Regions from separate parts of the Capsicum annuum genome. Here region 1 is linked to region 2. A link is a contact called in public Hi-C data. All regions are on one chromosome and are shown on one strand. Each heading gives the region's core, a stretch centred on a gene start, on an enhancer-like site or on the middle of the called end of the contact. The rest is flanking DNA. Distances are from core to core; before and after follow the strand shown. Region 1 has its middle 50 kb from the start of LOC107867688. Region 2 holds the start of LOC107867689 (protein MITOFERRINLIKE 1, chloroplastic).

Region 1 (4,920 bases), core at 1,229-3,728, 74 kb before region 2:
ATCAATCATTATGTTATTGTATTAAAAGGGGGGTTCCAACATATTAATATATAGTGAAGTGTTCCCCTAGACTCAAAACTTCAAAATCCTTATTAACAATCCTAGTGATTGGATCTCAATGCGGTAAGGATAATCTCCCTCTTTGCAAATAATGTCATCTGATGTTCATGCAGGACACAACTGTTGCAGACGATGTTAGGATGTCAGCTGATTCAAATTCATCGATGATGAATAAGTTCAGTGAAGGTTTGATGTTCAAACTATATGCTTCAAACATATTGGTATGCCAAACACATATCTTTAATGCAGGGAAGTGGAATGTCTAGGCATATTCAAGCAATGCTGGAGCAACTTTCTGATGTACAGAGATCCTCCTGTTGTTAACTGATGCAGTTTTGTATTAAAGAGAAGCTTTATGAACTGGCTTCTGCGAGGTCCGAGATATTATTTTTGAGCTCTCTTCATTTTTTATCCGTTCTTCTGCTTATATGGATATATGTACTGTTGTTTGAAATATCCCAGTATTACACTAGGTTGATTTTAGCATAGTGAAATCACGTCGCATAGTCTTGTGTTCTCAAGATAGTTTTACCAAAGACAATTCAGCTTTAGAATTGGTTTAATCTTGTTGCAACCTGAAATCTGAATAATCATCTACCATCTTTTGTTTCTTCCAATAGCAAAATGTTTAAGTTTTATGTAGCATGCTGATTCAAGAACTAAAGTGTCAAAAGGCTAAGGTGATTAGTTTAGTTTTTTTTCTTTTTTCGGTAACAAATATAAACATTACCATTAACAATACAATCATATACCTATAGAGCACCTACGGCTAACCAACCTTGAAAGTTAAAGCAAATAAAGGACAGCTTGGTGCACTAAAGCTCTCGCTATGTGTAGGATCCTAGGAAGGGCCCCACCACAAGGGTGGATTGCGAGCAGTCTTACTTTGCATATTTTCAAGAATTGAATCCGTAACTTTATGGTCATATGTTAACTACTTTACCAGTTACTCCAAGACTTCTCTTTTGAAAGTTAAGCAAGTGGGCCTCAATATTCAACTAATTATAAGTAAAAAAGCTTGAAGGAACCTGCTGCACCTACTTCCTTTTTTGCTTTGTCTAACATATCTAGCCTAACTTTAAAACTCTGTTTGATCTGTGTAATTACACTATATGTATTCCACTGCTTCTCTTGATACATGTGACCATAGAGCTCCATGGTGCAGCGATTACCACTTTTTGAATTGCTTCCAATTCCTATTCCTGATTTTATTAAAAACCTGTTGCACATCTCCGGCTGGAATTCACACTCTGGCCCACTGGTCAATGCATTAATGATCACCTTAGTCCAAGCACAATTACTAAAGAAGTAGGCATAAACTGTTCTCCTGTTTGCAGATTCTTCACCAAGTAACTTCCTGTAAAAATCAACAAAGATGTTAGTTATGACTGCCTGGTAATATTGCCAGTTGCCCTGCTCATCCTGACTTATGTTATAGCGTGCTGTAGTCTTTTATGTTTGATAACAGCAAAGAAGTATCTAGTACAATCATCTCCAACTTCAACCATGTTACTTTGCTTTGCTGCTGTAAGAACTGCTCTGCCATGTATAAAGTGTATCTATCTGTCATATGCAAGTTTCTCTTTCTTCTATAGTTCAATATTTGATAGATCATCTTGGAGGTTCTTCTGCACCTTCTCCAATGCTTCTCTATCAGCTTGAGTATCAGTCACTATATTCCTAAAGTGGTGAATTCAGTTTCTAAAAGTCATACTTCAATCTTTTTAATTTCCTTATTATCTTCCACATCTTACATCTCTCCTCTTTATTAAGCCAGCCAGATTGAATAATGTTAGTGAATTGGGGATGTGTAGATATGGTACTGAAATATTCTTCCATTCCTTCTAACTTGATTCTGCAAATACACCCTTGGCTGGCAGTGATCACTAATTCCCTCGGGTAGATACTCACCACCACAAGAAGACATGCTATTTAACCAAACTGAATTCATAAAAATCCAGTCAATTTTTGGATAATTTCTGTGTCTCCACTACTTCTATCACTGCAGGTGTATTTCTGTCCTCTTGATGGCAATTTAGTTAAATCACAATCATCTACACATTCCTGAATTTTTTCACAGGGTTACCACCATCTCTATCAGTTCTATGTAAAACTGCATTACAATCTCCTAACAACAGCCATGGAATGTGACAAGTTGGACTAAACCTCTTCATCTCATCCCATAATTCCTTCCTCCCTTTCTCTAGTGTTATAGCCATATACTAGTCTACAGATAGCATGAACACTAGTTGGTGGGGAATATAACACACTTTGCAGGTAAGCATTTGAGCTGATTGTTGCACCAACTCCACCTTATAATAGTCAGGCCTCCATATTAGGATAATCCTACCATTTTAATGAGAATCCAGAATAGACACATGTTTCCAACCTCCAAATAATTTCTCCATGATCCGTATCACTCTCATCTTTTTTGTTTTTCTTTCCACGCTCTCCAAATATTCGGGGTGTTTGATTTGTGGGATAAAAATATATATAATCTTAGTACAGAATATGAGATTATTTTCTGTTTTTTTTTTTCCTTTTTTTTTAAAAAATGTAATTTTCTCTCAAAATATTTCACACCATTACCATTAGAATATTTTTAAACCATACATACAACTTTCTTTTTAGCAAATTACGTAGATTTGGCTCAAGATTAATAAGTTCACATCATGTTAAAATTGTTTTTTGGCGAATGTGTTTTTATTCGGATTAATTTAGCTCAACATTGACAACACCGAACCTATGGTACACTCGAGTACAATATTTAATATTAAATATTTTCCTTGTTCTTAATGACATAATGTAATAGCAACACGAATATGAGGACATATTTGAGATCATAATTTCCTCAATCTTTTTTTTTTTAGTTCAAAATCAGGCTCTAGAGTAAAAAATATTTTATAAACAATTTGGTATGAACCAACTATTTTGAGTGGAAATTTTGAAAAGAAAAAGTAGGTATACAATCCCAACTTTGGAAGGAAGAATCCTCAATTGTTTGTAGTAAATTAATTGAAACTTAAGTAAACAAATTTCTTTTGTCTATGGTATTTTGAGAAAATGTCCAAATCAAGAAGAAGATGTCGGCCAGTTACGTTCTATGATCACGAGACCCACAAAAAGTTTCATTTGGTAAATGTTTTGGAATTACTTGTACATAAACAACTTTTATTTGTAATATCGTCTTTCTTTTTAGTTTATTATCGTTATTTTCCTTTAGCTCCAACTTTAATTACATTTCTTTGGGTAGAGAGTTTACTCGGACAAACACTTTTACATACTTTTTATCATCCCTAAACTCCACTTATAAAATTATACTGGGTGTTGTGTTATTGCTGTACATAAAGTAATAATCGTCAAACTTAGAGTTTCAAAGCATCATTAATAAGATTAATTTAGTAAAATATATTTTGAACTAAAATTTACTTAAAGGGTGTGCTCAGTCAATAAAGGCCAAGTAAAATTAATCATACGCTTCTAAACTACACATGTAAAATTATATAGGATATGTTATTATTGTTGTTGTATAAAATTAAATATGTACGCCATTATAATTTAATGAAGAAATAGACAATTCTTACGGAAGATTTCCATGTAATTTAATGTTGTTGATATATTCTAAAACTTGTGAATAAAAGCCGCCCTTCCCGTCAACTTAATTCAAAAATACTAAGTACTACTTACTATTGAACATTGACTATTGAATATTGACATTATTGCCTCTAATGCTTGATTTAAAATTTTATGTCAAATAATTCACTAATTTCTTCCATTTTTTAATGAGTACATGACGTTCGAGACGTTAACCTAAACCGATAAAATGTTGGTAATAGAGGAAAGAAATATTGAATAAAAATTTGTAAAAGACCATTTGATAAAGAAAATTATGTTACAGATTAATTTGCTTGGTTAGAAAATTTGAATTCTAAGAGAGCTATATAAAATAAGAGTTTAGAATAATTTACACTATTTGAGAAATTTTTAAGTATTGTATATTCCACGCATACTTCTTTTCAAATATTTAAATATTTGGAGATTACAATTTCAAATAAGTTAATCAAATTGATTCATTATCTCAATTTTAGGGGCTCAAATTTTCATGTTCAGACGCAACGTCAACTTTCAAATATTCCTTTTCAACTTAATTTCAAATTTTATTTTTTCCCTCCAAAATTAATCAATTGATGTCCAAACAACCAGACGCCTACTAACTTGCTTGAAATGTTTCATTTCTAGCCTTTCTATTAACTAAGTAGTATTTCACTCTAGACATTTTTTTTTGTTATATTCATGCAAATTGCAATTGGATATATATATGTTGTTCCTTATAGCCAAAAAAATAAAAATACAAAATGAGAAATATAAGGTTGAAAATCATGGTGAAAGATGTCATCTTGTAAGTTCAGCGGGAAAAGACATCGTTTTCACCCCAAACTATACCTGAAAAGTCGAAGTCACACCTAAACTATACTAGTGACCTATTACACACCTAAACTATCAAAAAGTGAAACTATTTACACCTTGTCAGGCTACCACCACTTGCATGTGGTGTAGTGTTTTACACGGGCTGCCACGTCAGCATCACGTCAGTAAAAAGTATCATTTTTTTTATAGTTAAGATGTGTAATAGGTCACTTATATAGTTTAAGTGTGGATTCGACTTTTCGACTATAGTTTGGGGTGGAAATGATACCTTTTCCCTTAATATTTTTAGTCGTTTACTTTTGTTATTTAATAGGCTGAACGCGTCTAAAATAAGTGTAACACACGCGCCTTAGAATGGGGGTCGCGGGGAGGTAATAATATCACTTTTATATAGTTAAGGTGTGTAATAGGTCACTTATATAATTTAGGTGT
Region 2 (4,534 bases), core at 660-3,159:
TGAGGTCTTCGACTGTCATCTCTTTTTATTTATGTTTCAAGTAATTCTTGAAGTCCTTCCACACAAGTGACAACTTCTCAATAATTGCAGCAACTTAAAATGCCTCGTTCACAATCAAATGCAACACAGTTTATGTGAACATTAAGAGCATTTTTAACTTGTTCAAATAAGGTATCCATTAAATTCATACCTTTCGCAAGGAGATCATGGATGATGACTTGCAATTTTTGTACTTGAGAAACGACAGTCTTGCTGTTAATCATTTTGTACTTAAGGAATCGTGCAACATAGAACTTCTTGGTTCCTGCATCCTCGGTCTTATATTTCTTTTCCAGCGCATTCCACAATTCTGTAGATGTTTTCATTATGCTGTAGACGTTGTATAAGTCATCTTGGAGGCCACTCAGGATGTAATTCCTACATAGGAAATCAGAATGTTTCCATGCCTCTATTACAACGAATTGCTCCTGGTCTGAAGTTCCTTCAGGAACTTCTGGAGCATCTTCTGAAATAAACCTTTGAAGACATAAGGTTGTCAGATGGAAGAACATCTTTTGTTGCCACCTCTTGAAATCAACTCCAGAAATTTTTTTGGGTTTTTCCGTTAGTGCCATAACAGGTGGCGCATTTGTGCGACTAGTTATAGCAACACTTGTTGCTGCCACACTTGTCAAACTTTTAACATGATCGTCTGTAGTCATTTTTTTTCTGTCACAAAAAGATAGTCACCTTTAGTATAAACTTATAGTTATTACAAGTTCGTAGCAACTTATAAACACTACTTATTTCTAGTTTAACGATAAAATTTTTATGTCTTCCAATCGCTAACCAAATGACCTTTAACTTGTGATGAAGATTTTATTTCTTCAAATCACTTGTTAAGTTCAAATGGAGTAGAAATCTTAAAGTTTTAATCTCCAGTAACCAAACAATACAGATTATGAATTTCTTTCCTTAAGATTGTTGTTTCGGGTACACAATCTGTATGTTAGTTCCCTAAACTTCAACACAAGTTCAAGATTAAATCAAGAACACTTTTGAAGTTTTTCAACACCTTCAACACAAGTTCACTATGAACTATCAAAGAAGTGTGTTATTTTATTTTAAAGAAAAAAGATTAAGCAGAATAAGTCTAGTCTTCCGAATTCACGGAGTGTCCTTAAGGAAATAATTTTCCTCAAGTACCCGAAGTTGTGGAATTTTTCTTCCAGGATAAAATGGCTTCACAACTAGAATGTAGTGGTACCTCAAAATTTCTGGTTTTCATCGAACTCACTCATTGGGAGATGATCACACAGAGTTTTTAGAAGCAAGAGATTTTTTTTTTATGCAGAAATTTTCATACTAAATCTGTGAAAAAATACAGGTTTATATAGCCATGAAGTGCCTCTTCAGAAAGGAGATGGTTCATCAAAAAGGTGTATCATTTCGGAAGAGTCATGTCTGTCCATTCCGAAACAACATGTCTTTTCTGAACAGTCACAACTGACCGAACAGTCACCCCTTTTTCGAAACAGTGTGTCTGTTCCTCGAAGGATTGTGTCCCTCCATTTTTCATTCACACCAATTAAACCCAACAACAAGAACTACAAGGATACGACCAGTACAACGACATACACTACTAAGTCTACCCTCGAAAAAGCAAGACTATCTGACTACATTCCCTTGCCTACTATCCTTCTAGTATTTTAATACATCCTCCACACCCTCCTATTTAAGTTCATGTCCTCCATAACCTAGACTTGCGTCATGTCCAATATAATCATCTCTGTCAAATGTTTCTTCAATCTACCCCTCCTCGTACCCAATATCCAACATTGGGTATCTGTATATTTGGGCCTAATTAATTTGTAATTGGGCTGAACCAAGTATCCAAAGCCCATCCAAAGCTAAAGAGCACATTGCATCTAACGACCTCACATCTCCTACCTACCCAGCAGTTTCGCACTTCCACTTGCTTCCAACAACTATGCGCCAAAGCCAAAAATCTGTGAGAAAAATAGCAATGGAAACTCGAAAAGGCAACTCCCTTAGCCTCCTCCTACAAGACCCGAATGACCTCAAAAATGAATTCAACTCCCTCTTCAACAATCTCAACACTTGCCTTTTGTCTAAACACAAAAATCCCAAATCAAGAAACAGTCATTTCAGTCCGAAATTCAAGTTTTCTTCAACTTCTGTATCAATTGAAGCACAAATTAACAACCCCACTTCCAGTTTTGTAAAAACTGCTGCTAGAGACTCACCAAAAGTTCAGGTACTTTTCAAGAATCTTTCTGTTGTTGAAAGAGCACTTATTGGTGCAGCTGGCGGTGGCATTGCTGGTGCATTTACTTATGTGTGTCTTCATCCACTCGACACTATTAAAACTAAGCTTCAAACTAAAGGGGCATCTGAGATATACAGTGGGGCAGTTGATGCTTTTGTAAAGACTTTTCAAAGTAAAGGGATTCTTGGTTTTTACAGTGGTGTTTCTGCGGTTATTGTCGGGTCTACTGCTTCTTCTGCTGTTTATTTTGGGACTTGTGAGTTTGGTAAGTCAATTTTGTCGAAATTCGAAGGGTACCCTTCTGTGCTTATTCCACCTACAGCTGGTGCAATGGGGAATATTGTGTCGTCTGCGATAATGGTGCCGAAGGAATTGATTACTCAGAGAATGCAGGCTGGGGCTAAAGGGAGGTCTTGGCAGGTCCTAATGAGAATCTTGGAAAAAGATGGGATTTTGGGGTTGTATGCTGGATATAGTGCTACATTGTTGAGGAATTTGCCTGCTGGGGTTTTGAGTTATTCATCATTTGAGTATTTGAAAGCTGCGGTATTGAGTAGTGTGAAGAAGGAAAGGTTGGAGCCATTTCAGAGTGTTTGTTGTGGGGCATTGGCTGGTGCTATATCAGCTTCACTAACAACTCCTTTGGATGTGGTGAAGACTAGGTTGATGACTCAGGTGCATTCTGAAGCTGCTAATAAGGCTGCTGCTGTAATGGTTACTGGCGTCTCGGCTACTGTTAGACAGATATTGAAAGAAGAAGGTTGGGTTGGTTTTACGCGGGGAATGGGTCCTAGAGTACTTCATAGTGCTTGCTTTTCAGCTCTGGGGTACTTTGCATTTGAGACAGCTAGGCTTACAATCTTGGATCAGTATCTGAAGCATAAGGAGCTAAAGAATCTGGTTCCTGCAGATGAGGCAGCCCAGGCCAGTTAGAATGTATGAGTACTGTTTATTAAATACATCTGTTAAAACCTTTTGTAAGTGCACTTGTTTCTTATTGTTTCCAATCATATCTCTGTAGATTAATGTCTTCACAAGTTGAAACCTTTGACCGTACAAGTTCGCGAAGAAGAATGTCTCTGGATTTGTTTGCTAATATTAGGCGGATATGTATAGTTGATCACCTCCTGTGTTTTTCTCTTTTATTCTTGCGCTATATTACTACCTTACAGCTTAAATGGTTTGAAGTGTAGTTTAGAGAACTATGGTTGGAGGCAGCAAAGCTTTTACTTGGATCTTATATAATCCATTTATTTCAAAAAACAAATAACTGTTTGTCTTCTAATTATGTATGACACCTTATGGGTCTTTTGGTAGTTTAAGGTGTATAAGAATAGTGTTGAATTGGGCAGGGTAGTCCGGTGCACTAAAGTTTAATGACGTTGTACAAGAGAATGCCTTATTTTTGGAGCTTCACATTTATAGATTGAAAGACAACGAAAATGTACCATGAAAAAAAGGGAACAGATAGCAGCCGGGTAACACAATGAAAAGATGAATACAAACACTTTTGGTTGGTCTGCTAGTTGACAGGATGATTGTGTCATGTACGTCTTCATAGGAAATAAAAGAAATTCTCAGGTTGCAGTTTTTTTCTTTTTTATTTCTTTGCTTTTCTATTCATTGAGTGGGATACATTGGAACACAAAGTAGCCCCTGTTGACTACAATGACAGTGTTTTCTGGTGAGTTTGTAGCCAAGTCCTGCCTAGGACGATTGTGATTGACCTTTGTGGCTGAATCAGTATTATGATTAATCGTTTTTACATGCTCTATTGTCGTACTCTGCTATGTCTGATGTAGAAAATAGTTTTATACCGAAGTCAAGTCACCTGAATGACATTTGAAATTTGTCTTCTTTTTTTTCGGATCATCACCCATCCCTTAGAAGATGTCTTTAACTCTGCTATTAGGCTGTCCGTGCGTTGGGTTTATTCTGCATATTATATAACATCTTCAATCATGACACTGGAATGCACAGAATTCCGTCAAAGGCAGCATGTACTAAGCACCCCTTTAAGCAACCATAACTAACTTGTAAAGCTCAACAATATTAAAAAGGGGGAAAAGGAACTGCTAATGCCAGTTGAGAAAAGTATTTTGAAATCCTTTGAAGGATGTTATTTGAGGGATCTTTTTCCACGTCATTTATTGCTTTCCAGAATTCTCTGTTTGCATATAATTTGGTTTTCTGGGATCAGGGTTGTACTTTTCTAATGATAGTAGTGCTTAGGCCAACTTGCGTGCAGGTCGACAATCTCATCGA

Evidence for each region. A called contact is a pair of places that touch in the nucleus more often than the background predicts.
Region 1: a Hi-C map of leaf shows a contact between it and region 2, with 3 times the contacts expected there. The contact joins the enhancer-like site here to the promoter of LOC107867689 in region 2. A contact is called at or near these places in 2 of 5 Hi-C or Micro-C datasets (leaf and placenta).

Annotation. Positions count from the first base shown.
Region 1 is chr4:177,818,694-177,823,613 of UCD10Xv1.1, reverse strand. It overlaps the pseudogene LOC107867687. Among protein-coding and RNA genes, the nearest start is that of LOC107867688, 50 kb to the right of the region's middle. Within about 2 kb of position 2,478, at least 4 of the 5 cell types and tissues checked have an H3K27ac peak or open chromatin away from gene starts, as enhancers often do. A contact at or near this core is called in leaf, where this site is marked.
Region 2 is chr4:177,744,653-177,749,186 of UCD10Xv1.1, reverse strand. LOC107867689 (protein MITOFERRINLIKE 1, chloroplastic) reads left to right here and starts at 1,909. Exons shown (of 1, transcript XM_016714040.2): 1 at 1,909-3,392. The coding sequence starts at 1,970. The coding sequence ends at 3,202.